Linked DNA regions of Mus musculus: regions 1, 2, 3, 4, 5 and 6 are each linked to region 7. The links are chromatin contacts, called in public Hi-C and HiChIP or PLAC-seq maps. All regions are on one chromosome and are shown on one strand. Each heading gives the region's core, a stretch centred on a gene start, on an enhancer-like site or on the middle of the called end of the contact. The rest is flanking DNA. Distances are from core to core; before and after follow the strand shown. Region 1 overlaps Babam2 (BRISC and BRCA1 A complex member 2). Region 2 overlaps Babam2 (BRISC and BRCA1 A complex member 2). Region 3 overlaps Babam2 (BRISC and BRCA1 A complex member 2). Region 4 overlaps Babam2 (BRISC and BRCA1 A complex member 2). Region 5 overlaps Babam2 (BRISC and BRCA1 A complex member 2). Region 6 overlaps Babam2 (BRISC and BRCA1 A complex member 2). Region 7 holds the start of AI839979 (expressed sequence AI839979).

Region 1 (3,145 bases), core at 414-2,913, 410 kb before region 7:
AGAATGGGTTACAGTTAAAACACAGGCATAGGACTGGGGAGATAGGTCAGGGGTTACAAGAGCTTGCTGGGCAAGTATGAAAACCCTAGTTCAAATCTCCAGCTCTCGTATAAAGACTAGGTATGGCCATACATGCCTGTGGCCCAAGTGCTGCAGGGGAAAGAGACAGGAGAACCATGGAAGCTTGCTGGCCACCAGTCTAGATCCAGGTAGAGTCAGAGACCCTGTTTCAAGAGATTAAGGCAGACTTTCTCTCCTGGTCTCTTATCATGCATAAATCATACATACACATAAGTGTATATGTAAGCACACACGCACATACACACACAAACACATCACACAGACACAAACCCATAGGTACATTAAAACTATTATATGAGATTAATTTCAGGCTCTGTGTATATGGTACATATGAAATATAAATAAATTTCCTGTTAGACTTGCATCCTATCTCAAATATAGACCTTTATGCATATGGAAATATTCTAAAATTTGAAAAACAAACCTGAAACACTCTAGTCCCAAACATTTCAGATAGAGGACACTCTACCTGTGTCAAATGACAATGTTGAACTTCCCAAATAAACATTCAAAGTCTATAAATGTCTGTATTCTTTTCCTCAAATAGTTACTATGGAAAGGAAGATTTTTAAGGGTGTTGGGGTTAGTAAACATTTTTGGTACAGTCAGTTAATAAATATTGCTCTTGCTGCTTTAGAAGATGTGTAAATGAATGTGCATGGCCATGCACCAACGCAACTTTATGACTACAGAAAATTGAATTCCATACAGTTTTTACAAGTTATGAAACATCATTCTTTAAATGCTTTTCTAACCAGAAAAATGCAAAGATTATTCAGAGCTGGTGGGCCACACGTTACCAGCCACTGGCTGGATCTGCCCAGTGCCTATAGCTTGTCTCTTGACTCAGAATGACTTGAGGGTTTTACAGAGGCTGGAAAAAAAAAAAAAAAAACCAAAACAGAAACATCCAGGAGGAAACACAGGCAAAAGCCTAAGATGAGGATGTTAGCAGAAACAAAAGCAGGCCCCTTTGTCAGGTGTCTTTGGTACCCCACTGGGGTAGTTAGTGTCATTCCTCTATCGACTTCTTTAGGCATTGGGTGAGGGGCACATCAGGCACTTCATGAACCGTGGGAGTTCTTACGATCGCATTAGATTGTAACTGTGCAAGAGCGAGCTATTTATATGATTCCGAACGAAGCTTGAGGCATATTCTGGTGTTTTTTACATCTATGTTAGGTGAAAAAGCTGCCTACAGAAGCCTGCCTCCCACCCAAAATACTAGCTGTTAGCTGCTGACTGATCCTCGGCAATATTAAGATGAATCATATATGCTCTTTTCTCAGTGCAAAAAGAGATAATTTTGAAACTCAAAAAATTTCACTTTGGGTAGTCACAAACCACACAGTAGAAAAGCTGTCCAGCCGTAAAGTTGTAAATAAATAGAACCCACTCCTGCGTGGACATCTTTTGCTTCTTTTAAACTGTGACGCTTTTTTAGGCCTCACCTCCTGCATGGTGTTGAAATGATAAAATGTTGCAAGCATGTTCCGTGCCTAGGCCGGAAGGCAGCCTTGGCTTCCCTTCTCTCTTCCCTGGCGCTCCACACCCTTGATCTACAGAACCCACACCCTTTCTCAGGCAGCTGCCTTTTCACCTACCCCAACCAGCCTGTGGCTTTCCTGGCTTGCCCTTGCTTGGTCTATAAGGTGCCAGCTGCTGGCAGAGCCTAGTCGTTTCCTATGACAGAAAAACTCTGTGTTTCTTTCTCCTTATTGTGTGGAGAAGCAGGTATTTTTGGCCTCAATTTCTAAGATCTGTTTTATTTCTCTTGTTACTAAGCAGGTCACTGCCACCCTCATTTTTTGCTGTGTCATCATTTTCCCACATTACCCTGTTTGGCACCGAGGGATGAACCACATCAAATGGAGGAATTGCAACCACACATTGCCTTGAGAAGGAAGCAAGGGAGACCTTAGGGTGTGTGTGTGTGTGTGTGTGTAATGACCATTTTGGGGGCTTGTTCTCCCATAATCAAATCCTGCCTATCTTAACAATGTGGTGGTGTGTCAAAGCATTGGAATTCTGCTTTACTCAGCAACCCAGAACTTTATAGGAAAATGAAGCAACAAAATGTTGGTCTTCCTGTTAACTTGTACTTAGCATGGGACTGTTTGTTTCCCTATGACATTCCAGTCAAATCTCCTAAGTTTCTGGAGCTCTGGGCTATCCACAGAGGCCCATGCAGTGTCCTGACATCCTTAGGCATGGTTCTTTTTTTACTTACTTATTGATGCCAGTGCCTAAACTCATTGGTTCATGTTTTTATTTAACAAACTATCACTTGTACTAAGTAGACAGTCTACCACTAAGCTAGATTCCCACTTTCTTCTAACCTGTCCCGAGAGAAACATCATGCATTAGAAGTGAAAGTCTTAAATCCAATAAACCAAAGAAGCAATTTGCTTGCAAACATTTTAGACACTGCTGGGGACCCAGATCAGTGGGAAGATACTTACCTAGCGAGTATGAACAAGTTTCTGGGTTCTTTAGGCTCTGTTAGGAAACCAAGCTAACCCAAAATGGCTCCATCTATGTTGCTAGCAGCAGTGCAGGTCTGGCTCTGGGACCCTTACAACATGTGAGAATCTGTAGTTAACACAGATGGGCCTGTATCAACTGACGTTTTGCCAGCTAACTAAAAACATGTGCCCAACAAGTAAAGCATCCGGGCACTAACGTAAGATGCCACAATCCCAACTGGGACGTTGAGAAGTCACATTTGATATCTTTAGGATACTGTGCTAGGGCTGATGTTTAATGACAGCTGGCTCGTGCTCATCAGCATGGAAAACAGCACTTAGAGGCGGAGCACGTGCAGTGATTTGATCTTTGTGACTAACATGGGCAATTAAGCAGTTCATAAAATGAATGTCGGTATTTTTGCTGTTGTTTTGGTTTGGCGTGCATGCAGTTTTGGCTAATGTTGGAATTAGCCTTTCTTGAACATCATCTGTAGAATGTGTATAAGCTGTCTGTAGTACCAGGCAGTGAGCCTCTACTTCCTTCTGTCCCAGATTAGCACACCCAGGTAATACAAACGCCTTCCAGAGATTCTCTT
Region 2 (3,104 bases), core at 335-2,834, 450 kb before region 7:
ACTTGATAAACAATAGTGTTTATATGTTGTAACTCTAGTATCACCTATACCGGAGGCCATGTTCTATTATTCCAGTGACCTCTGAATGGAAATGGGTGAGAAAGCATTGGCTGGTACTGAAGAAAGGCTACTTAAATTTCAAGCTGAGTTTTTTAATCTTTTCAACTTTTTGAAGTTATGGTAAAGTATACTGAGATTCAGATCTTCGCTAGTGGCATGGAGTGCGCTTACATAGGAGCACAACCATAATCACCATTCATCTCCAGAACGTTTTTCATCACTTTAACCCCTATTATAAACAAAGCTTCCTGATGGCCCAGATCCTAGCAACCTGTCTGATTTTCTATGTCTATGAATTTGACAACTCATGGAGGTGAAATCAAGCTGTATTTGTCACATGTGACATGAACTGTGTTTTGACATCCCCATTACTTCCCTTCCATCAGAGGACAAAGGCAAATTTTTAACCAAAGGTCATTCTTAGTCTAGAAGTCTCTTCTAAAAGCTCTTTTAGTACATCCTAAGTTAGAGCATGTCAAGAATTCAGATCACCTCTTTGTGAGAAAAAGCATGCAACACTGCTTTGTGAGTTCCAAACCAGTTCTCATTGATATGAAGCCAGAGGACAGAGAAACCTGTATATCAGGGCAAATAGTCCAGAGCCATCTGGACTGGGGAAGACCAGGGGTTTCTGGCTTGGAATGGACACTGTTCCATGTGAGTTCCATGCACTGTTGGCCCATGCATTCATCTGGTTGCCTACAGGCTCCTAAGTACTGGCCTCAGCATCTCCAGTTTATTCCTCTGAATAAAACCTTGCTTTAACTGGTGGCTTCTGCTGTTCAGATGCCTACAGAAGAATCCTGGAAACCTCCATTCTTTGTGTGTTGACCTCCACATGTGTGTGGAGGCCAGATAGCATCATCGTCAAATGCCTTCCTCAATCATCCCAGTCATCTTTTGAGACAAGATCTCTTGCTGAACCTAGAGCTCACCAACTGGCTAAACTGGTTGGCCCTGAGCTTCAGGGGATCGGCCTGGTTCACCCCTCCCCCAGCCCCACTAGGGTCACTGACATATTTGACCACACTCAGCCTTTTATATAGGTGCTAGAGATCCAAACTAAGGTCTTTGTGTTTGCACAACCCTCACTTTATCAGCTGAGTCATTTTCCCAGCCCAGAAACATCTTTATACTTTTGTACACACAGCCAAGACTTGGGAGGCAGAGGCAGGTGGATTTCTGAGTTCGAGGCCAGCCTGGTCTACAGAGTGAGTTCCAGGACAGCCAGGGCTACACAGAGAAACCCTGTCTCAAAAAATGAAAAAAAAAAAAAAGCTTTACTATTAAAAGATTTCTTTAACTAGTCTCTCCCCTTTCACCCTCTAGTAAAGACAGCTCTGGTTAGATTCAATTATTGTTTGCCAGGACTATCTTCCCATGTGTGTGCCATTCCATTCCAAACCGTCTTCTACAATACCAGAGGAATGTAACTGTAAAAAGCAAACATACTCTGCTTGCTTTCCTACCCAGCCCTCTTTCTTCCTATCCTTGGGATAAGGTCAAGCATTATCAGCCTGGTATGCAGAACTGTCTGTGTTCTGGCCTCTGGTGACCTTTCCAATGGAATCTCTCACCACTCCCCGGGATCCACCAGACACTTGAGAAATTGGAGTCATTTGCAGTTCTTCACAAACACTTGACCATTTCTTCTCTCAGGATCTTTGCTTGTGCTAATCTGTCTGCCTAAAGTGCTCTTCCAGCCCTCCTGCTTTAGTAAGTTGGGTGTCCTACCCCGTGTTCCCATGATAGCTGGTGGATACCTAGCATTATACTTTAAAGAATGTTTCATTGTTAAGTTGTGTTTGTTTGGCTTTTGAGACTGAGTCTCATTGTACACTTGTGATCCTAGCCCCTGAGCCTCCCAAGTGTGGGCATTACAGGTATGCACTATCATGTCTGTATGGTTTATATGTTCATTTGCCCCAAGAATGTGAGCCATTTCAGAGAAGATCCCAAGCATCCTGGCATCCCCATGGCTTAAAAATGCCTGAAGCACAAGAAGGTCAAATGACTGTGCAATGAGTAGACACCTTCGCAGGTCTACCTGGAGGCCACAGGGAAGAAGGAAGAAAGGGAGGGGTGGGGGAAGGCAAGGAAGGAGGAAGAAAAGGAGGCATAGAGCAAGGAAGAAGTAAGACAGCGTCTCTCCATCTATCTCAGTGCTGGATTTGAACTCGGGCCCTCATTCATAGTAGGCAGACACTCTGACTGATATTCCCAGCTCTCCATTTCTTGATAATATGATCATGTATCTAAAAATCCTAAGGAATCAACTAAAGCTCAACATAAAAGCAAAAATAACTGCCTTCTCTGAAAGCTCATGGTATTTAGAATATGCTAATCTGGAACTCACTATGTAGCCCAGGCTGACCTGAAACTCACATGGTCCACTAATATTTTTACAAAGATACTAAAGCAATTCAGTGGGGGAAATTGGGTCTTTTTGATCAATGTTTCTAGAATGAAAATTAAAAAAAAATATATACAAATCATGTCCCTCACTTCACACCATACATAAAGTTGAGGCAGAATACAGACCTGTATTCATGAATTAAAACTATGAACTTTCTACAAGGAAACAACTTAATTAGGGTGGGCTCTCTGCCTACCATGCTGCTACTGCTGCTCAAAGCTTGTCGAGGAGAAGTCTGGACTTCCAGTGATACCATCTCAAAAAAATTAATTTAATTTAGGAAAATTTGAATTGGATTAGGTGACTTAATTAAGCAGGATGCAAAAAAATGTTCTATAAAATTAAGAAGTGATAAAAAGAGACCTCATAAAAATTGTAAATGTAGTTTTTGGAAAGATGCAGTTAAACAAACAAACAAATAACAAATGGCTCTGTTAAAGTTTATAGAACACGTTACTGACAAATGGATCCCAGCCAAGTTTATAAAGAATTCTTAAGTCATAGATAGGGATAAGGCCCCATGGTATAGCATTTGCCCAACATGCTGGAGGCTCTGTGTTTGATTCCCAGGACAAGGGGAGGGGAGCTCAAAAACTGAAAAATGAGATAATAACATGCCAATTAAAAA
Region 3 (2,851 bases), core at 190-2,689, 480 kb before region 7:
TTTTTGGCTAACTCAGAATGCTGGGTACATGACAATTGGAGCCACAAGCACCGATTGAGGTTTGGATCAAAGCAATGGCATGAGGGACCACAGAAGCCGTGACACATGCAGAATCTTAGGCATAACCAGAATGGCGTCCCACACTGTCCGACCTCCTGGGCCCTGGCCTTGCCCATTGCCATTGCAGAGCTAGCCATGTAACTGTGTTAAGTTTCCATTATGCCATACGCTTTTCAAGGGCGGGACTGTGTCTTCCTCACCTACAATCTGATGGGGGAGCAGGATGAAAGATGGTTTTCAAGAACAAACTTGGAAAAGGGACAAAGAGGGCTTTGATAGGATGCACCAACTAGACTTCCAGAAAAATAAAATTATCATTCTGCTTCCAATCAAGTCGTGAAATCTCCATACTCAGCACTTTCCTTTTTTTCCCACATATGTTACCACATATATTTATATCTTGTAAATCAGAGGGAGCTCCTTAGTGGGCCGCAACAGGGGCAAATCTGAACAGAGACTCTGCTGCTGCCCATCAGAGCTGAGCCCAAGCCCCCTGCTAATATGTAGTGTTGCTTTAGCATTTCATTTGGGGGTTAAGTCAAGTTTTTAAAATAAAATCTCTTGTTAGTTTTAGTGGAGGCAAAGCATCCCCAGAAACTGTTTCAACATTCTCTGAGGTAGACAAAGTTTGTGTAAATGTTACCCATTTCCAGGACAGAGAATAGGCACATTAACAAATGCAGTAATGATGTGTATAGATTTTCTAGCTTTGCAGAGTTCATTTTAGATGCTTTGTTAATTAAAACTTCAAGAAAGGGACATTATTTTGAAACTGTGTGTTTAACAGCTGAGTAAACTAGAAAGTTCGTGGACTTTGTCAACTTTCTCATAGACTGGGCAGCAGCAGGGGACAAAATCTAAAGCCAGGATTGGAATCTTTGGCTCCTACTGTGTGACACTGCAGAATACTCTCCAATAACCTGCTTAAAATTGTGTTGCAATTACAACTCAGTCAGTAAGCCAGAGCCTCCACTGTAAAGCATGAACAAGGATGGAAATGTTAGCTGCACAAACAGATACATATTAAAGCAACATGTAAGGATGCTGTGGAGTGCAGTCCTACCCCTCCCCTCCTCTCCCCTTCTCTCCCCTCCTCTCCCCTCCTCTCCCCCTCCCTCCCTCCCTCCTTCGGTGCATACTGCTGATCCTAGCGCTTTCCCTAGATGTGACTTCTCAAAGGAAAAGTTAGCTTCATGGTTTTTGTTTTTGTTTTTTTAAAGAAATCTCCCAACAATAACTCACTGCCCCCCCAAAACCAAAACCAACCAACCAACCAGCAAAAACCTGTGTTGTTGGTAGAGCCTCTCAGACTTCTGAGTGTACCCGACTCTGACGATGTCTGACTCAGTGGCACAGGGGGTTTCTACTGGTGACTCACACCACTACCAACAAAAAGGGGCAGGACTGAGAATGACCACTTTTTAGTCACATTTCTCAGTGCCACAGTATGATAGCCTCCATACATGGCTATTTTTATGAAACAGAGATTGTATAACACAGAACAACAAAAGTATGAAAACACCAATCCAAATGACAAATACCTCAATTTAGAAAATCCTTGTAGGTCCTTCCCTATAGCAGGCTTGGTCTGTAACATCCTTGGCTACTCGGAACAAACACTGATTTCTAACCCTGTTACGTCCTTTCTGATGCTCATTTAATTCCCTCTGATAAGTTTTTAGGAACAAATGCCTGTTCATTGTACACTTTTCCTCAACTTCAATTGCAACTGCTGAGTAACACCCGAGTTTCCAAATAGGAAACAACATTCAGATTAACCTCCAAACCGATCATTAATAATAGAAAAGTATTTAACATGCTAGTTTACCTATGAAAAAAGAGTAATTTTAAATAAAAGAATTCAATGCAATCATTTATAAACAGCCATCACTCACTATCAAAAGTAATGTAGCTATGACTACAGGCTATGTGGCTTTCAAGCTACTGGCTTTGGGGACTTTAGACTACATTTTTCTAAAAAAAAAAAAAAAAAAAAAAAGAAGTGTGTGTGCGTGAGTGCGTGAGTGTGTGTGCGTGAGTGTGTGAGTGTGTAAGTGTGTGTGAGTATATGTGGATGTAAGTACATGTGTCAGTGCTTGTGCTTGTGGTGGTCAAAGGAAGATGTCATTCTAAGGAATGGCATCCACCTTTTTGAGAAAGGATCTCTCCAGTGGCCTGAAGCTCACAGTTGGACGAGGCCAGCTGGCCTACGCCTGAGCATCCCGTGCATCGGCCCTTTCAGCTGGGATCACAAGCACAGGTCACAACGCAGAGCTTTTAATAGGGATCGAACTCAGGGCTTCTTGCTAGTACTTTATGGACTGAGCCATTCTCCCAGTCCCCTGAAAAAAGAAACTTTTATACAGGTCTTGGTTTAGTGCTCTGGCTGGTGCCAAACTCCTGGGCTCATGAGATCCTTTGGCCTCTGACTCCAGAGTATCTGGGACATAGGTATACACTCCTGCATCTGGCTGGAATGCCTTCTAATCTTTTTTCCCACGATTTTGTTTTGCAGAAGTGAGTTGCTGGTATTAGTATTTGATATGTTTAGAAATATATTATTTCCTAGTTTTGAACTATTTTCTTTGACTCAAATGCCAATTAGTATTAGAAACATTAAAAACCAGAAATATCTATTTACCCACTCAAGTAAGACATGATTTTTGTTTTTACTTAAATATCAGCAAGCTCTATACTGATGTATATCATAATCCCCCAAAGCATTCATTACATGATCCTTTTTTGTCTCCAGAGAACAGCATGTCCTTATAGCCAATGTTCAAATCAAAAC
Region 4 (2,756 bases), core at 123-2,622, 400 kb before region 7:
CCCCTGGAGTGGGGAGGCCTGGTGAGGTGTGGGTGTAGGGACATCCTCATGGAGATGAGGGTGGGTTATGGGACAGGGAGGGGCAGACAGAGAGGGGGATGAAGTCTGCACTGTAAAAAAGGATTAAAAAAATAAAAATAAAATTAAAAAAAGCCAAAGTAAAGATTATCACTAGATAAAATGTAGTTTGACAATGAATATTACTGTAACATACCATTAGAAAGGTAATTTCTAAGGTCTTTTTTAACTGCTCAGCTCAGCCACCATCACACCTTGGTGGGAACTCCCATCCCTAGTACACCAGAAAGTTACCAGAGTTCTTCCTGGTCCTTGAGTGTGCTGGGTTCCTAGGTCAAGCAACACTTCCAACTGCTGCCATTTATTATATTATAGTATTCTCTCTCCCTAGACGATGAACAGCTCAAGGATAGAAACATGTTCTCTTTGCAGTTCACTACAAGATTGGACTCTATTCTGGCACATAATAGATATTATACATCTAATTAGTAGAAGGTGCAAGAGTACTGAGACGGCCCAGAGAGGTCACCCCTGCCCAGGAAGCCTTGCACACTTTTCTTGTTCAACAAGTTAAATACTGAAGAGCTGGATGGACTTACAGAAAACCACAGTGCCTGTGAGCCCAGGGGTGCCACATTTATGGAGTTTGTCTTTTAGATACTACAGTGAGGGTCTGATTACCCCCAAGTATCTGTGGCCTCAGCTTTAAGACCTCTGTAATCTAAGCTCTGTCTGTCTACACACACACACACACACACACACACACACACACACTATACATGCACACATATGGATGTATATTTTGAGATTATTTTACTAAATAATTTTATCTAAAAAATAGTAGGGAAACAGACTCCCTCTTATACTCTCCACTGCAGGTAAAATGATTTCAGTCTGCAAGGTGTAACTTGATTCTGAAACCACTGCTTCCCAGTGTCAAGACACTCTAACAGCAGGCCAAATGCCTCTGAATGCATGTTCAGGAGAGCTGTGGGGAGTCAGGAGTGCTATGTGGCTGACCAAATGTATGACAGCTGCTCGGTGAGGACACATGGGATGAATGAATAAACCACGTGACAGCAGTACAGCCCCAGCACTTGCCTCATGTCTGCTACCCTGGTCGTCTCTCAGTGGGTAATGCTTCTAATTCAGTGACTAGAAACTTGAAAATGATTGCAATGTCCAGGCTGGCTCTTTGTCCCTGGGCTGCGCCTTCTAAACATCATGCAGAAGTCCAAAGTCTCTGGTACTGGCAGGGTTCCCACCTGCAGCTTGCAGGCCAGCAACCCTAGCAGATTACTACTGGTAATCAGGCCCTTCTCCACCCAACACTGTGACTACAGAAAACATTACCTCAGAGGTAAACATGGCAATCATCACCAGGCCCCACCCCACCTGAAAGGAATGATCAGGCGACGGGAGCAACACTGACTGTTGACTTCCTGCTATGGAGACAAACACCCACCTTACCAGACTTTAGCCACTAATGGATCTCTGAACTGCAGGAGTAGACAGTTGTGGATAACTGAGCTGGCCAAGTATATCAAAACACGATATTTTTAAAGGCTCCTGGGACCTAATTTGGCTACTCTGTACACTCTGGGCTAGTGGAGCCAGGACCAGTAAAGGCAGAGCTAGAGCCAGAAGCACCTGCCCGCCTCCAGGTGCTCGGAGGAAAGGCACCAAGAGTTCACCAGGAGAAAGAGGCATGCAGCCTGCAATCAGGTCATTGGGAAGGTAGGGCTGTGTGTGCTGGGTTACAGGTTGCTACTCAACCCTGGCTCCACTGGGCAATCTTGGGCCCCTGCCCATCTGGGCAGGTTTGTCAAATCCCATGTGGATATGCCTACACACACTGCCTCTTCTCTCAGGCTCTACATGAAATGACGATATATTCAGGGAAAACACATTTCCTTCCATTTGTGAAGAGAGAAAACTTAACAAAACCAAACCCAGCAGCAAACAACATCCTGAATCAGAGACATTACCAGTCGTCAGCAGTAGGTAAGAAATTCGTGCTAAATAAAGAACAATGCAGCAGTTTGACCTGGTTCACAGCCTATGCCACCAGACTTAAAATCCCTTGGAGATAACTAGAAATTTCACAAAAATCTCTATCTTTTATACACATCCTTGTACTTTAGTTTTCTTTTCAAGGATCTCCAAGTACCAAACTTACTGAGTAGCTGTCACAGCATGGTGTGACACTAAAGAGAGCTCTTGTTCAAGCACACTAAGCATTTCTGTTGTTCATGTTTTACTGGGCCTATAATAGTGAGTCAGTTTTGTTTTCTGAGCCATCTCATCTGTAAGTGTTCATGGAAGAGACTGATATAGGGTCAAGTCCTCAGATCTAGAGTCTGAAAGGTGCTTCAATCTCTTCTGCCACTCAGTGAGAGGTCACAGCACCCACTTCCCAGGAACAATGTGGAGCTGAAAACAAGATCCACGTGTAAGGCACTGAAGCCAGGGCTTGGCACACACAAACACTCAAGGAACGTCACCTGCTGTTCTCTCCCTCTCTGTAGTAGTCGTGGGGGTGGCTGTGGTGACAGCTGTACACAGAGTCAAGGAGTGTTGCAAGAGTGGAGTCAAACAGCAATGAAAGGATAAAGAACAATGGTAGTCTTACACAGGGCTTGAGTTAGGTAAGCGTGGAATTAAAAAGCCAGCATTGCCTCGTGTGTGCATTAGAAACTAATGGAACCTCTGAAAGCAATATGTCCAAAAGATGCCCC
Region 5 (2,831 bases), core at 330-2,829, 510 kb before region 7:
CCCCCTTTCTTCATCTCTCCATCACAATTCTGTGACTTTAAGTATCTTAGCTCTACTGTTAGCTCTACTGCCCCTCTCTCTCCCAGATACAACTTTTCTTGGAGCTTGTCTCTCCCTGCTCTCCACTCTACTCATGCAGAACACGGTCAAGTTCATGGTTGTCTGAAGGCTTGCATCACTTTCAGTACTCTCCAGTCCGGTTCCCACCCTCTTTCCCCTCCCAGAATTCCAGTCCCACAGTCCCAACCACCTGCAGAACATTCTGACCTAGAAGACACTCTGGCCAATGTGCACTTCTCTAACAGAGCCTTTAGCTTCCAAGTCTCCCTAGATCCTTGCTGGTAATCCACCGCCAAGAGTCTCCTCTTCTTTGTTCTTGGTGACATTCCTGTTCTAATTTTGCTACCCTTCAACAAAATCCTCGCAGAAGCCTGCTTCCCTGAGGACACAAGCCAGCCATGCCTTTCTGTTGACTGTCTCTGTCTCCAAGACCTGACCAGGATCTTAGTGTTCCTCCAACGCTCTTCCTGACTCCCAGGATGGTTCTCACTATCTGCCTTCCACTCACTTTGTTTGTTTTGTTTTTTAAACAAATATATTCTTTAATATTTTTGAGGTATGCATTCCTTTGAGAAGTAAACAAAGGACACTCTCAGAAAAAGTGCAAGCAGAGCTTCCATTCCTAGTACATACATCTTATGCTACAGACTCCTCTAAGCCCACCCATAGTTAGTGTATGAGCCCCAAGCCTGTGTTTCTGCCTCTCCTCCAGCACGTGACTACATCCTCTTTCTAGCAGCACCATTCTCACCTTCACTTCCATTTAGGTTAGATGGAATGCTTTCCACACTGCTAAGCCATCAGAGGATTCTCGTCTGCCCATAGTCAGTCCCTGTGCTTCCAGGACATTTGAATATTCACATATCCTCCCTGACAGGTCACATTGATGGCCCCTGTAAAATGGGGCTTACTGGCTTAGCCCTGGTTCAACATGCAGTCCACAGTGGCTTCAATGAACATAGCTCATGGTAGCCACTTGTTGGCAGGGTTAGTTTAAACCTGTGCATTTCTAACTATTAAAGTATGTGGGTGAGAGAATAATACTCTACCAGTAAATGTAGTGTTTAGGTAGTGACAGAGGAAACTAGCCGTTATTAAATTTTAAACTGTGCCAGAGAAAAGAGAGAAAGACAGATAGATTTAGTATCTTTCATCCATTCCTGACCGACACAGCCCCACAGTGCCTACATCACTGTCACCTTGACTTTAAAGCACTTGTGCACAGGTGCACCAGACCAAACACTCTTCATACATAAGAAAGAGCTGATGAGACTGTGTCCTGACCTGGAACACAGCTGGACGAACCAAGAGAAGCCCCAAGGTGAGGTTCACAAAGGACAGAGTGTGGCAACTGTGGCTGCAAGCCACATATTCCAGTGGCTTCTATTTTCCCAACAGTCTAGATGTGTAGCTGGGGAAAGCTGACTCCCTTAATCTGAGGATCAGAGTGGGTAGGCTGCTGTCAGTGCCTGTAGCCCTTACTTCAAGGTCACTGTAGTCAGGGTCACTCTGGCTGTTTCTAGGTTACATACAGCAGGATCCCAACATTCCTGGTTAAATAGACGGTGAAGGCTGCAAGGATTGGCTCCAGGCATTAGCCTGAGCCTGGCAGCCATAGTTCGAGTGGTCCCCTGTCATCCCTCCCAGGACCAGAGTCTCATAGGGTCTGGAGCTATAGCCCTTAGTTCAGTGTTTCCTGGGAACACTTGTGGGGAAGGGGCTGCAAGGCCCTTATACAAAGGGTCTTGGCAACAGGGAGCATGACTGATAGGCAGGCAGGCTCTTCCTTTGCGGAAAATTTGCAGAAAGTTTCCTGTGTTTCCTGGGCTTTTCCTGCCAGGGCAAACTGTGCCTCCACGAGGGAAGTGTGGCGAGGGCTATTTAAAGGCATGGTGCTACCAGCTGTTTGCAGAGATCGCTTCTCAGCTTGGCTCCTCATTAAGTCAGTTAAGGGAGGGGAAGCAGGCACAGGAGGGGGAAAATGACAACTGGCGCCCACCCATTTATAGATGGTTTTAGAGCCCTGCTTTCAATTATTTAGTTTTTATCAGAGAAAACGAGGAGCTGCCCAGGGCACAGCATGCTAACGGCACTAGGTATCTACATCTGTTACCAAAGGCAAAGTGTCCAGAAAGCTTCCCAAGTGTGTGATGTGGTAGGGAAGGCTCCTTGCCTTAGCATTAACTGGCCAGGGGTGGGTGTGGTGGCAGGAGACAGATGCCTGGAGTCAGCCAAGTCCCTCACTCCACTCATGCTAGAAGTTTTAGTTTCAGAACAGTTCAGAGTCTATTATGTTTCAGGGTGGAATAAGGCTCTGATACTCTCATCCCTTTGGTAGGTCTAATTGATGTCCTATTGCTTGAGATTTCAAAATCCCAGCACAGTCCAAGAATCTCCAGAAAACAAATTGTAGCAAAGGGATCCCAGGCTGTGATGAGGTCAGTTCTGTGTACAGCAGGGCGCGGGGCAGGAGACGCAGTGCTTATTAGCAGCTCTCCTTCTCTTGCCCTGGACCCAGGGCTGATAGTCTCCTCTCTGGACTGCAGCTCTCTCTTCTACACAGCTGAGAGCTTGGCCTGCCGCTGACTGTGGGTGACAGGTCATGTAGAGTAGGCTCTGAAGTAGTGAGATCTCAGCTTCAGGCCTGTTCATGTGCCTTTATTAGCTGGATCCCTTGGGCAAGTGACATTAGTTTGGCTTCTTCATCTATAATATGGGAACAACTATAGCTACCTTAAAAGGTTCTTAAATGAGATGGCCCAAGTAAGCCC
Region 6 (2,755 bases), core at 58-2,557, 460 kb before region 7:
TCACAGCATACATTTCAATGTTTGCTGAGTTGACTTAAATATACATAGGGCTTTCCGTGACAATAGGACATTAGCCTGTGCATGTTCTGCTGTTCCTGGTAACAGTACTACTGACACAGCAGGTTTGGAGCAAAGACGACAGATGGTAAAAGAGGCAGCTGCCAAGTGTCAGAAATGGCTGCAAGTGGCTTGGGACAGGCAGGCAAAGGGGAGAAAACATCCTGTCTCTTTCTGAAGTACTTACTTTTTGCAATCATTGTTGATGTTTCATTGATAAGTATAGTTACATTTATTGTTGGCTATAAACAATCCAATAATAGGTCTGCAAACTGAAAGGGACCACTTTCTGTACATATAAACAGACAGGTTACACTCTAAGGACTTAACTCTAAATAAACTGTGTAATTAAGTGACAACAGGAGCTAAGTGTGTGAGGCTATGCCTTGATGACAATTGGGCTAGCAGAGCTCAGCATCTGAGAAGAGAGAGAAAGCCTGTTGGATGAATGTACACTTGCACTGACCAGGCTGCTCATCTACAGAGAAATCTTATGTGCATGAGTAGTTGTATAATTTTTTAAGCATGAAAAAAACATTTTAAAGCCAGGGGTAGTGGCATGTGCTGATCATACCAGAACTCAGAGGGAAAGACAAAAGGATCAGGACTTCAAGTTTGGTTATAGAGTAAGTTTAAAGGCAGCCTGGGGCACAAGGGAACTTATTTTTTAAAAAGAAAGAAAAACACTTGAAGAAAATATTATTATATTCTTATAACTCTGACCATAGGTAAACGTGGAATGGAAAGCCTTTGGAAGTTTTGTTTTGTTTTGTTTTTTTGCAGCTCATGAGAACTAATATGCTAATATTGTAGGCTAAAGATTTACACACACACACACACACACACACACACACACACACACACACATACACACACACACACTCCTGGTTTTAGGACGTGCTGGCTGGACATGGGAGTGGAGAAGCTGTGAGACTGAATACTTGGGTCAGAAGAGCCAGTGTGGTGAGATGCACTGCAGTGTGACGCAGCAGAATGAAAAGACATCACCTAGCATGGATCATAAACAGATTCTTTGAAAGACCAGAGACGAAGATCAATCAGTCCTTGCTTAAACATTGGATGGCTGCCTGGTACAAAGGCCTATTTTGCTTTGCTATGTAATTTCCTCACTACTTAGCTACAAAAGCGTATCAGAATTGAATTCTAGTGCTCTGTCTAAATGGGAGCTGAGTCACAGGTACCTGATGCTGTGTCTGCAGGCTGAAGTGGATGACTCACGTCTGTGAAATTCTGAGAGAAAGTACCACCCGACCCCTTGCTTAGTCATCTTTTGCATGGATGCTGGGTTCATGAGCTCTGTAAACTATAATGAGCTATCTAGCCTTTTACCATCTCTTTCTTCTTTTCTAAACAGTACAAATTACAGCTCTAAAAATAACCTCATCTACGCAAGTGAGTCACTGTGACCTAACAAGCTTCCACAAGTAGTTACCCAGCTCAGTTGTGATATTTACTTGTGAAGGTACAAATCTTGTTGTCATATTAGCCCCCATTTTCTTCTCCCTCAAGCTTCAGATAAGAATTTGGTGAACTGGGGAAAGGAGAAGGGAAGAAGGTTTCAGGGAACATTTTTTTTTTTTTAGGAAAAAAAAAAAAACATAATGTACCCAATGCTTGAGATGTTCAGGATTGTAAATAGAGCTTGTGGGGAAGGAATTCACTGGAAGCTATCCCTGGGCTTGAGATGTTTTTCAGTTTTTCAGAAGGTTTGCCTAGCATTTATAAGACCCAGGGTTCCATGCCCAGCACTGCATAAACTTGGGTGTGGTTGTAAGATCAAAAGTCCAAGGTCGTCCTAGGCTACCTAATGAGTTTGAGGCCACCCTGGACTAGAAATCCTGCTAATCAATCAATCAGTCAGTCAGTCAAATAAGTAAAGCTATTCCTACCAGCATATGAGAGCTAGAATTTTAATATTTTAGGCTAAAGACGTTTCTCTTAGTAAGGAGAACATATTGACTATGGAAAGACATCTCTTGATAATTCTATTTTCTTAACAATTCTGGACTGTAAATGTATGACTTTTTTGATAAAAGGCATAGCTGCGCCAATAAGTTTGTATGCATTAAATGTTCATCTTTGGATCCTAGAGACATACACTAAGCCTTGGCACTCTACCTGTCCACTTGGCTACTTTCTGACGCTCAGGCCTGACCTCTGGTCTTCAGATTGCCTGGTGAGACTTCCATTGCCAACTCGCTGTCTTCCTACCCCAGCCTGTACAATGAATTCAACCAGGGGCAGGAAGCGGCTGTCTCCATGGAGCTCCTCTCTTCACGAGTGAGGCAAAGCTGCTCAGATACCAAAGTGCCACTCACTCACACTCTGGCTTACTTGGGGAGACTGGAAAGGAACAAACTTCCTACTACCACCAAGCCTAACACTTGCCACCACTGTCCCAGCTTCTCCTGTCAGAGGTCAGACCTCTTGGCCTCACCCAGACAGTCACGTGAACAGTCGCAACTAGCTGCTGAGGGTGCTTAGGGATAGAATGATGAAATCATTGATTTAGCTGAAAACGTCCCCAGGAAATAGGCTACAAAGCCCATTGACGGCTCCAGCCAGGCAGAGGCTGAGTCACTCCAGTCCTTCCTGACTCCTTGATTTATATTAAATAGGTCAGCTGGATCACCTGAATCCTGTTCCTCATCCTTTTGAGGGGCTGCCCCCTGCCATC
Region 7 (3,031 bases), core at 352-2,851:
GCTATGCTCCTGCTTCTGCCTCCAGGGTGCAGAGTACTGGGATTGCAAGCATGTACCATGATACTTAGCTAGAAATTTTTATTTGTTTTTTGAGACTGGGTTTCTTTATGTAGCCCTGGCTGTCCTGGAACTTACCATGTAGACCAGGCTCCAATTCAGAGATCCACCTGCTTCTCCATGCTTTGCTTTGGGGATTCTTCTCTTTTCTCTTCTTTTTTTTTTCTTCTTTCCTTTTAAAATGTATATGAGCACACTGTTGCTGGCTTCCAACATATCAGAAGAGGTCATCAGATCTCATTAAAGGTGGTTGTGAACATATGTGGTTGCTGGGAATTGAACTCAGGATCTCTGGAAGAACAGTTAGTGCTCTTAACTGCTGAGCCATCTCTCCAGCCCCACCTAGGGAATTTTTAATAATTGAAATTACCCAACATATGTAATGGAATGTCTCATGCTTACATTCAGAAAAGAAATAATAAAAAACAAATCTTGTTACGAAGAAAACCGGGTATGGAAATACCAAGTCAATGAACTTGGTCCAAGTTCAAGGTCAGTAGAGGGGCTGCACTCCCTGTGCCTCGATCCCAGCCCTTCTACTCTTACAAACATGCAGCATGCCTACTACTCCGACTTTTCTTTCCTTTGTTTTTAAAGACAGGGTCTCACTATGTAGCCTTGGCTAGCCTGGAACTCACCATGTAGACCAGGATGGACTCTTAACTCCTAGAGATCATCTGCCTCTACCTAGTGCTAAGATTAAAGACATCCTCAGTGTCCCCCATCCTCCAGTGTCCCCATCCTCCAGTGTCCCCCATCCTCCAGTGTCCCCCATCCTCCAGCTCACCTGCTGCATCTGAGTTCCCACTGTAAAGGAGATCACAGATGTTTCCCCACTCGGGGTTGGTGAAGGTTAAGGGGAGCATCAGAGAGACCTTAAGTCTGGTTCTCACCGACTTTATACCTTGCCCAATGGCACATGCCAGCATGAGAAACACGGAAATTTGGCAAACCATGCAATCTACCAGGAACTCAGCTGTGAAGGGAGAGACAGTCCAAGATTGCCTGCAAAGTTTCTGCTTCCTCTCAAGCCCTCCAGAGGCCCCAGAGGAAGGAGTCCTGACCCTGCCATCTTCCTTAGACTCCAGGGCCTCCTTTTCTCTAAAGAGGCGTGGAGGGTGCTGAGTGTGGGGTGAAGGGGAGATCAGTGCAGCCAGGCTGCAGTCAGGCACAGGAGGCTGACCTTCAGTTAGCTGCTGCTAGACTGAGCTCCCACTAGTTACCTAGGAAGGCACCCAAAAGCACCGGGAGGCTGGGGGGCGGCGGGTTGGGGCAGAGACCACCCAGGAGAAATGAAGGGCTTGGTGTGGGGAGGGAAAGGAGGAAGCGGGGTGGGGGCAGTATCAGAGAAGAAGGGGCACTAGAGAGTGAGGAAAAAAGCAGAAGTCATTGTGTGGGGAGAAGGTTGAGGGATGATGCCGAAAAAGAGGAAGGGGTCAGCGGTGGCGGTAAGACTTTGGAGAAGGAAGGAGAAAGTCGAGAGGGAGGGAAGAGGAGGCGGTCCTGATTCTCCACTTTACTGCCCATTCCTTCTCCCTTGCTGAAACATCCAGCCGGTGCCTTTGTGGCCTCTTGGGCTGGGTTGCAATCTCATGCCAACCCGCTTGCCGGTTGTCAGGAGGCCTCTGGGGAGGACGCTGCAGGAGCCTCAAACGCCACCTACTCCCGGCCTCTCTCCCGGTTGATGTTTCTATTTTGGGCACCACATTATTTCCTGCTGTGATTTTTTTTTTCAGGCTTCTAATTCAGGCTCTGAGGTAAGCTGTGACATCCGCTCGTGCCCGCAGGCCCCTCCCGCACACTGCTTGTCCTCCTGGGGCGCGGGCACCCCTCAGGCCCAGCAGCAGTCCAGCCACTGCGGGGAGTCTTGGCAGGGCCTGCCTAAAAATAAGCTTTCGGATTTCCCCTCCCCCTGGTAGGGCAAAAGGAGGCTAGCTGGAATAGATTTCTAGGCAAGGATTTGAGGGGGTGATGGAGTGAGGTTGACAGGGACCTGCTATAAACTGTGCCATTGTGCCTAGGAATGGGAGTCCAACGCTTCCGTGTCCGAAGTCTGTTTAACTATATTTGGACAATGACCCTTTAGAGATGCTGATAAAGGCTACACAGAATCCCAGAAACTGTCCACAACAAACTCACAGGTAGGTTCCTGGTAATTTTGGGTTTGTGCACTTCCTTGAGTCGGGGAGCCCTTGTTCAAAGCCCTGGGTATGCATGGACGCCTCCCTCCCTGATCTCTCCTCTCAACCTCAGTATGCCTCATTATATTTAATCAATATGTGCTTAAAAAGAAGAAGTCTCTGTATGTGCAAGTACTTCAAGCACAGGCAGATTATAAGCTATGTCCTTAGGGAAACAACAGCCTCTTAAAACTGTCTTCTGGTTTACTCCCAAGGACCTGCTGGCCATCTGGCAGTGAGGGCACCCACTGCATTGGGTTCTGGCAGATTTAAGTTCCGAACTCAATTAAGTAGGCTCTGTTTTTGTTTTTCCTGACTTCTCTCTCACAGCAGACAAAATGGTAAAGCTCCCGGGAGTCTCACCCATCCCAGTCCATGGGGGTGACTTTAGCTGAGACTCCTAGCAGTGAGGATATGGAGCCTGTTGTGCTTGTAGACAGGAGCCTAGCATAACTCCTCTGACAGCTACCCAGCAGCTGACTGAAACAGATGCTGAGTCCCACAGTCAAACATTAAATGGAGCTTGGGGACTCTTGTGGAAGAGTTGTGGGAAGGATTGCAGGCCCTGAAGGAAATAGGAACTCTACAAGAAGACCAACAAAGTCAACTAACCTGGACCACTAGGGGCTCCCAGAAACTGAACCATCAACCAAAGAGCATACACAGGCTGGACCTAGGCCTCCTTGCACATATGGAACAGATATGTAGCTTGGTCTTCATGTGGATCTCCCAACAACTGGAGCAAGGGCTGTCCCTGAATCTGTTGCCTGCCTGTGGGTCCTGTTCCCTTAACT

The links. HiChIP or PLAC-seq counts read pairs in DNA pulled down with a chosen protein or histone mark. Hi-C and Micro-C count contacts between places; a contact is called where the count stands out from the background.
Region 1: a contact with region 7 is called in a CTCF HiChIP or PLAC-seq map of the NIH/3T3 cell line, with 8 read pairs. The contact joins the enhancer-like site here to the promoter of AI839979 in region 7. A contact is called at or near these places in 1 of 15 datasets of contacts at CTCF or cohesin (the NIH/3T3 cell line), 6 of 484 Hi-C or Micro-C datasets (3T3-L1-derived adipocytes, cortical neurons, embryonic fibroblasts and 1 more) and 6 of 115 datasets of contacts at active chromatin or transcription factors (CD8 T cells, the NIH/3T3 cell line, VIP interneurons and 3 more).
Region 2: a contact with region 7 is called in an H3K27ac HiChIP or PLAC-seq map of heart atrium, with 8 times the contacts expected there. The contact joins the enhancer-like site here to the promoter of AI839979 in region 7. A contact is called at or near these places in 8 of 39 promoter capture datasets (the 3T3-L1 cell line, the C10 cell line, cranial neural crest and 4 more), 2 of 15 datasets of contacts at CTCF or cohesin (the NIH/3T3 cell line and large pre-B cells), 4 of 484 Hi-C or Micro-C datasets (the HL-1 cell line, bone marrow-derived macrophages, embryonic fibroblasts and 1 more) and 11 of 115 datasets of contacts at active chromatin or transcription factors (acute myeloid leukemia, bone marrow-derived dendritic cells, cardiomyocytes and 4 more).
Region 3: a contact with region 7 is called in an H3K27ac HiChIP or PLAC-seq map of the NIH/3T3 cell line, with 5 times the contacts expected there. The contact joins the enhancer-like site here to the promoter of AI839979 in region 7. A contact is called at or near these places in 1 of 39 promoter capture datasets (the SN4741 cell line), 1 of 15 datasets of contacts at CTCF or cohesin (the NIH/3T3 cell line), 8 of 484 Hi-C or Micro-C datasets (the HPC-5 cell line, bone marrow-derived macrophages, cortical neurons and 4 more), 6 of 115 datasets of contacts at active chromatin or transcription factors (CD8 T cells, the NIH/3T3 cell line, cardiomyocytes and 3 more) and 2 of 9 other capture datasets (adipose tissue and embryonic stem cells).
Region 4: a contact with region 7 is called in a Hi-C map of myocytes, with 2.2 times the contacts expected there. The contact joins the enhancer-like site here to the promoter of AI839979 in region 7. A contact is called at or near these places in 2 of 15 datasets of contacts at CTCF or cohesin (the NIH/3T3 cell line and pro-B cells), 4 of 484 Hi-C or Micro-C datasets (bone marrow-derived macrophages, cortical neurons, muscle stem cells and 1 more), 4 of 115 datasets of contacts at active chromatin or transcription factors (the NIH/3T3 cell line, cardiomyocytes, fibro-adipogenic progenitors and 1 more) and 1 of 9 other capture datasets (embryonic stem cells).
Region 5: a Hi-C map of Sertoli cells shows a contact between it and region 7, with 2.5 times the contacts expected there. The contact joins the enhancer-like site here to the promoter of AI839979 in region 7. A contact is called at or near these places in 2 of 15 datasets of contacts at CTCF or cohesin (the NIH/3T3 cell line and large pre-B cells), 4 of 484 Hi-C or Micro-C datasets (Sertoli cells, brown adipocytes, forebrain and 1 more), 9 of 115 datasets of contacts at active chromatin or transcription factors (the NIH/3T3 cell line, cardiomyocytes, embryonic basal ganglia and 6 more) and 1 of 9 other capture datasets (embryonic stem cells).
Region 6: a contact with region 7 is called in a Hi-C map of cortical neurons, with 3 times the contacts expected there. The contact joins the enhancer-like site here to the promoter of AI839979 in region 7. A contact is called at or near these places in 1 of 39 promoter capture datasets (the SN4741 cell line), 7 of 484 Hi-C or Micro-C datasets (cerebral cortex, cortical neurons, embryonic fibroblasts and 3 more) and 3 of 115 datasets of contacts at active chromatin or transcription factors (the NIH/3T3 cell line, bone marrow-derived macrophages and vascular smooth muscle cells).

Annotation. Positions count from the first base shown.
Region 1 is chr5:31,982,964-31,986,108 of GRCm38.p6, reverse strand. All of the region lies in intron 7 of Babam2 (BRISC and BRCA1 A complex member 2), which reads right to left. It overlaps Gm52770 (a long non-coding RNA gene), which reads left to right. Exons shown (of 3, transcript XR_003955739.1): 2 at 3,102-3,145. Among named protein-coding and RNA genes, the nearest start is that of Gm52770, 14 kb to the left of the region's middle. Within about 2 kb of position 1,663, at least 107 of the 459 cell types and tissues checked have an H3K27ac peak or open chromatin away from gene starts, as enhancers often do. A contact at or near this core is called in 3T3-L1-derived adipocytes, CD8 T cells, the NIH/3T3 cell line and 3 more, where this site is marked.
Region 2 is chr5:32,016,406-32,019,509 of GRCm38.p6, reverse strand. The region is part of intron 10 of Babam2 (BRISC and BRCA1 A complex member 2); the gene reads right to left. Among named protein-coding and RNA genes, the nearest start is that of Gm52770, 19 kb to the right of the region's middle. Within about 2 kb of position 1,584, at least 40 of the 459 cell types and tissues checked have an H3K27ac peak or open chromatin away from gene starts, as enhancers often do. A contact at or near this core is called in the HL-1 cell line, the NIH/3T3 cell line and heart atrium, where this site is marked.
Region 3 is chr5:32,054,434-32,057,284 of GRCm38.p6, reverse strand. All of the region lies in intron 10 of Babam2 (BRISC and BRCA1 A complex member 2), which reads right to left. Among named protein-coding and RNA genes, the nearest start is that of Gm40277, 35 kb to the left of the region's middle. Within about 2 kb of position 1,439, at least 30 of the 459 cell types and tissues checked have an H3K27ac peak or open chromatin away from gene starts, as enhancers often do. A contact at or near this core is called in the NIH/3T3 cell line, the SN4741 cell line, embryonic fibroblasts and 1 more, where this site is marked.
Region 4 is chr5:31,966,732-31,969,487 of GRCm38.p6, reverse strand. All of the region lies in intron 7 of Babam2 (BRISC and BRCA1 A complex member 2), which reads right to left. Among named protein-coding and RNA genes, the nearest start is that of Gm52770, 31 kb to the left of the region's middle. Within about 2 kb of position 1,372, at least 67 of the 459 cell types and tissues checked have an H3K27ac peak or open chromatin away from gene starts, as enhancers often do. A contact at or near this core is called in muscle stem cells, myocytes and pancreatic cancer cells, where this site is marked.
Region 5 is chr5:32,080,124-32,082,954 of GRCm38.p6, reverse strand. All of the region lies in intron 11 of Babam2 (BRISC and BRCA1 A complex member 2), which reads right to left. Among named protein-coding and RNA genes, the nearest start is that of Gm40277, 8.9 kb to the left of the region's middle. Within about 2 kb of position 1,579, at least 38 of the 459 cell types and tissues checked have an H3K27ac peak or open chromatin away from gene starts, as enhancers often do. A contact at or near this core is called in Sertoli cells and brown adipocytes, where this site is marked.
Region 6 is chr5:32,034,488-32,037,242 of GRCm38.p6, reverse strand. All of the region lies in intron 10 of Babam2 (BRISC and BRCA1 A complex member 2), which reads right to left. Among named protein-coding and RNA genes, the nearest start is that of Gm52770, 37 kb to the right of the region's middle. Within about 2 kb of position 1,307, at least 115 of the 459 cell types and tissues checked have an H3K27ac peak or open chromatin away from gene starts, as enhancers often do. A contact at or near this core is called in the NIH/3T3 cell line, the SN4741 cell line, cortical neurons and 4 more, where this site is marked.
Region 7 is chr5:31,569,967-31,572,997 of GRCm38.p6, reverse strand. AI839979 (expressed sequence AI839979) reads left to right here and starts at 1,601. Exons shown (of 3, transcript NR_102275.1): 1 at 1,601-1,814; 2 at 2,079-2,198; 3 at 2,568-3,031.